2 separate regions of the Oryctolagus cuniculus genome follow, and region 2 is linked to region 1. The links are chromatin contacts, called in public Hi-C maps. All regions are on one chromosome and are shown on one strand. Each heading gives the region's core, a stretch centred on a gene start, on an enhancer-like site or on the middle of the called end of the contact. The rest is flanking DNA. Distances are from core to core; before and after follow the strand shown. Region 1 has its middle 250 kb from the start of TRNAF-GAA. Region 2 has its middle 66 kb from the start of TRNAF-GAA.

Region 1 (2,893 bases), core at 198-2,697:
GAAGGGATTTGACAGTCTTCTCTGTGATCCATGTTTTTGGTAACAGAATCTGTCTCTGCTTGTTTGAGTTCTTACATTCACGGAGAGTGCTTTAGCTACCCACATAAAGCCCAAGGGTAACAATCCTGAGAAGCAATGCGAAAGGCCCAGGACTGCGCAGTTTCTTAAGGCAGAGATCTGAAATCTGCGAGTCCTTTTTTCTAGAACCACAACTTGGTAAAATGCAGAGCTGCTTGAAGACAGAACCCCTTTCCAAACACCTTGAACTTCATCTACATCTCTATGAATGGCTCAGAATTCCCGTCACTTCTATGAAAAAGCTACAAATACACCTGATCTCTAGAAACACAGTTTGATATCCTGAACAAAATCAATTATTATTTTTTAAATGGGTTTCATTACTACTTTGAGCAGTTTAGACAATGTCTTCATAATTTTTTCCTTCTAAAAATACTCTGAGGGGTGACTATTTGGCTTCATGGTTAAGATACCCGTTAGGACAATTTGCATGTCACATCAGAATGCCTTGGCTCCAGCTCCTTATTTTAGTTCCTTGCTGGTGCAGACCCTGGAAGGCAAATATGAGAGCTTAAGTAATTGGATCCCTGACACCTGTGTAGGAGACCTGGATTGAGCTCTCAGCTCCTTGGCCATTTGCAAGCATTCGGGGTGTGAACCAGCTGATGGCAGATCTTTCACTGTCTCTGTGTGTCTCTCTCTCCATCCCTATGTTTCTCTGCCTCTCAAATAAATAACAAATAAAATTTTATAAACTTACTTTGAAAAAAAAAACACAGTGGAACATTTTCAAGAGGAGCTAGTAGGAAAAAAAAAAAAAAAAACTGCTTCAAATCATACCCAAAGCTCAAATTTCATTTGTAATCTCTTGTTTTCCAACATCTTTGACACAATATTACACAAGCATTTTAAATTAAGGCCTATGCTGCTTGCATATTACATGATATGTTCCAGCAGGATGGGTGACCTTCAATTCACTTTGATCCGTAGTGTGCTGGTCTTTTGAGAATGTTTCCTTTTTCTCCGGATGAGGGGAAGTAGTAATCCAGGTTCTTGGTTGGTATCCCCTGATTCTGCCTCTGTGTCCCGCGTCTCTCCCACCATCACAGCGAGCCCCTTCTAAGGACGTGGAGGGAGACGGCCATCAGCAAGCACTGCTCCGTGCCAGCTGCAGGCCCTGCCCCTCGGCAGCTGTTCTTCATCTTTCCTCTTTTCCCTCTTCCCAGACAGTGAATTCTCTTCCAAAAGATATTTTTCTTTCTTTGCCAAACTTTCCATATGTTAGACTCAAGATTAATTCCCGGAGCCCTGGGGATTTCTGGTTTTAAGCTTTAAAAGTTTGCACAACAGCCCTTTTTCCTCCCTCCCTCCTTTTAACCGATTCAATAAAGAGATCAATCAATCCCTCCCTCCTTCCTCTCTGGCTGTTGCTGGTGATATTCCATGGATGCAATTTGTCCCTCTTCCGTGCTGCAATCTCTAAGTCTCTTGTCTTCCAAACCACTTCATATGCATTTTTTTTTATCTCATGTGTCCTCACAGTGTCTGACAAAAAAAGCAATGAAAAGAGCAAGTGCTAATTTGCTCAAGAAAAACGCAACATTTTGGTGAAGCTTAATTCACCTCTATTGGAGAAAATAAAAGCCAGTATTTTTTCATTTCTCTATGTATCCACTAGATGGCGGGGTCATCCTCCATTTTTATTTTTATGAACTAGAGTCCTAATGGCCAAGGGTTACTACTGTGTAAACTATATTGTGTTATTCCATTTATTTTCCAAGTCTAATCTTCTGATGCTTTGCAGTGTTGTTATAAGTAAGGACTGTGAAAGTGACCATCTGCTAGGGAGAGGCTGTGGCCATGCACCTTGCTGGGAATTATCTTATGATTATTTATCATTATAGGTACATTCACATTATTAAATAAATCATAGTAAAGTTAATTACATGTGATGCAGTTATAGTAATAGGGTCATCAAGAAATAAAATATTATTCTACTAAATATTTGCATTTTATAAAATTGACAAAGAAGCCATAATAAGTTTAAATATTAACTTTGACTGAAGGTTCAGCCATGACTGTAGGACTTTCATTTCTGTTTCCACTCAAAGGTAAAAGAATGAGCCAAACCAGTCTGTGGAGAGGCTAATGCTATTTCTGGATCATATTACCATTCAGCAGAACTTTCTGTTCTTCTCATTTACCAAATGAATTATTTGGATTTTTGCACATATAACTCCTTAAAAGGTTAAGTATTACAAAATGAAATATCTTGATTATATCCATAAGCAGTGGTAAGGTGAGTAATGGTTTGGCTTTCCTGGTAAACGGTACTTAAATACTTTTTTGAAGCTTCCAAAGTGAAAAAAACATTTATTTTACCAATTTTTTTTGTAAAAAAAAAATTAAAGTGCTGCCAGTGTTTCTTAATGTGTAACTTTAGATGCTGAACCATAGAAATATATGCCACTCCCCATCAGAATTTTTATGAATTCGATTGAAATATCTGTTCCAGTGGACTTAAAGCTGTGCCCTGCAAAGTTCTGGGAGCATTAGAGGGGCAACATGGGGCCTCCATATAGGCAGGAGAGTCCAAGTCCACACAGTGTACTCCGTCCTGTCTCAACCAGAACTCTTGGGTATCCATCCTTTTCTCATGCAGGGCCATCCCTGTCTTTGACACAAAGGGCTTTGCTAAAAAACACACGTGAATCACCTGCTGTGATTAATCACACGGCAAGTACAAGTCACTGGAGGTCATATAGAGGAAGAACTCTGTTTTTGCCAATGGTAGAAAAGATGAAAATCTGTTTAATGTGGTAAAAATAAAATCAGATTTTGATACCAAAAATTAGATATCATTTGCTATATAAAA
Region 2 (2,893 bases), core at 172-2,671, 190 kb after region 1:
CTTAATAGTTCATGAAATAATGTTTAACAAGTAAAAAGTAAAAATACCCTAGTCTTGTGGGAATATAGACAATGGCAATAATTGAATGGAAAAGTGACCATTTCATCCATATATATTAAATTTTAACATAACCACAGATCATCAAAGCTATCATAATATAACACTCTTAACAATTGGTTAAGGTATTAAATAAACATATAAAATATAGTTTCACAAAATTGTATTTGCAGCAATATTGATAACACAGGTCTATCTGCCTGCCTTCCTTCCTTCATTCTTTGTTTGTTTGTTTCTTTCTAAATGTTGGCTCCCACATATAAGAGAGAACATGTGGTATTTCTCTTCCTGTGTCTGGCTTATTTCACTCAACATGATGTTATGTGTATATATTTTAAAGGACATATCTACAATAAATGTCAATGATGTATTCGATTTTTACATTATAATTACCTGGAATTTATAATATACATGTGCATAATTTTATAATTTCAAGTAAATTATATTATCAATTATTATAATTAATATCCTCATTTGACAAAACTAGAGTCGCAACTAAGATTTAAAAAGTAGTATGGGTTTCCTTATGCTCAATCTGATGGCCTTTCCACCTAATGGCATTGCTTTATCATCCATCCTTTGTGTTGTCCAAGACATGCATTTTGAGAATGGGCCAGTCTAATTCAGAAACTCTGATTCTCTTTGAATGTGTTGCAATGCATTACTAATGTCTCTTCATATGAAAATCTATCATCATATACAATAATGGATTTCACTAGAAAAAAAACTTAAATAATTAGAATAACAAATCAGTTTACAATGTTTTGAAGAGCATTTATACAAATGTGCAGATTATTTACAATGCTGAAAGTTCTCATGGGGGTATAAGCACTGCCACATGGTTTCAATAGATTGTAGAAAATGAAATCTTTAAGCAAATAATACCTTCGTTATAAAATGAGTGAAATGCCTTCATTATGAAGAGGTTCTCTACATCTTAAGGTGGAATTACTGAACTAGGCACTGATGTGTCTCAACAGCAACAAAAAAATGTACCTTCTACGCATGTTAATTTCCATCAGTAGTGGCTTTCATTCTAAATGGGAGAGGGTCTCCCTTTTCTCAGGTCGGATGTGATACTAAAAAGTGACTCCTCCCCTACTGCTTCGCTCTCAAGTTCAAAAGATTACCAGGTGGCTTATATTAATCCATAGAGTGCAAAGGGTTTTTGCCTCAATTAAATGGTACATTTCCAAATCTATTTGTGTGGGAGACTTTTGCACTGAAGCTCCTAAGTCACATTAAGAGGTGTGACTAGATTACCATTTGCCAATTAAAACTGCACCTTTCCAGCTGTCTGAACAGTGACTCAGAGTGTTAGAATGTGAGTAACATACAAAGGCAAGTAAAAGTTTCATGGTTAGTCAATTCCAATTCATTACATTTCTGTTTTAAGTAGTCATGCAAGCAGAATGTCCATTCATTCCCTGGAGATAACATTACTTCCCTTTGTGATTACTCCAAGTGGCCACTAAAGGTCACTCTTACTCCATATTTTTCAGCCCAGTTATGCAACCTGGACTCAGGTATAAAATCTGTGAACCCTCCACCTCCATCTTTGCAGTAGCAAAGGAAGCACTTGGGATAGGAATTTCAGCAAGTGAGAAGCAGAGTCAGTGTGCCCAACTTGTTTCAAATCCACCTGTAGAAGTGGTTTGACAAGAAATCTCGTGTTGCATCTCTGCACTAACGTATTTCCAGGAAAGTCAACACAATTCATATGAAGTTCATTTCAAAGTCAGTACAGGGCACGTGTGGTGCTCAATGATTATATTTTGCACCAGAATAAAAATGGCTTAAAGTTCAGTAAGCCATGTTGGGAAAATGCATTAAAGATCTCACACCCTTACTGAGTTAAATTATAACTATGCCCTTTTGAAGAAGAATGGGAGGGTTGAAATTGGCACTTGCAAAGAATTCAGGAGCTTAAAAACATCTATAAAAGTAATGGTAATACATGTAGGAGCCATGTCCTATTTGCACATAGATGGATAATTCAGGAAATGTTCATGTTTGAAAGGCTTGTTTTTCTTGGGGATGAGAGCATATTTGATCTAAATGATATCATAGGAAATTCACTTCTAAGAGCCAGTATACATATTTAATATCACTAGCCACCAAGGGCTGGATTGGAAATGGAGCCACAGGGACAAGAACCGACGTCCATGTGGGATGCCAGTGCTGCAGCCAGAAGCTTAGCCTACCCTGCTCAGCACCAGACACTAGAGCTGAATATTGAACCCAGACACTCTGAGACAGGATTCAGACATTCCAAGCAATGTTTTAACTGCTGCACCAAAAGCCAACCCAATTGACTTATTTATGAGACGTTATTTTTTTTCAGTTCTTCTTTTCTATCCCTCTTTACACACACACAGACACACAGCGAGAGAGAGAGAGAGAGAGGGGAGAGAGAGCGCGCACACACCCATGATGGGGTTACAACCTGATAAACTCATAATAATTGAAAATATTGTCGGTTAAAATTGCTCTTGATACATTTAATTTACTAAACCTAAACCTAGCTCAATCTACCTTAAACATGCTCAGAACACATATTCCCCTAGAGTGGGGAAAGATCAACCAACACAAAGCAATTTGATAATAAAATACTGAAGACCTCATGTAATTCATTGACTACAACACACCATACAACAGAGTAGCAATTGGTTACCCTTATGGTCGTGCAACTGAGTGGAAGCTGCAATTTGCTGCTGCTACCCCACTTTCCAACAGAGTATTGTACCACGTATTAGTAGGTTGGGGAAAGATCAAAATTCAATGTCCAAATGCTACTGAATGTGTATGGGTTTTGCATCAGCGTAAAGTAAAAAAT

Evidence for each region. A called contact is a pair of places that touch in the nucleus more often than the background predicts.
Region 2: a contact with region 1 is called in a Hi-C map of embryonic fibroblasts, with 4 times the contacts expected there. The contact joins two enhancer-like sites. A contact is called at or near these places in 2 of 6 Hi-C or Micro-C datasets (embryonic fibroblasts and skin fibroblasts).

What each region holds. Positions count from the first base shown.
Region 1 is chr8:40,442,559-40,445,451 of mOryCun1.1, forward strand. No RefSeq gene overlaps it. Among named protein-coding and RNA genes, the nearest start is that of TRNAF-GAA, 250 kb to the right of the region's middle. Within about 2 kb of position 1,448, at least 1 of the 8 cell types and tissues checked has an H3K27ac peak or open chromatin away from gene starts, as enhancers often do.
Region 2 is chr8:40,627,845-40,630,737 of mOryCun1.1, forward strand. No RefSeq gene overlaps it. Among named protein-coding and RNA genes, the nearest start is that of TRNAF-GAA, 66 kb to the right of the region's middle. Within about 2 kb of position 1,422, at least 1 of the 8 cell types and tissues checked has an H3K27ac peak or open chromatin away from gene starts, as enhancers often do.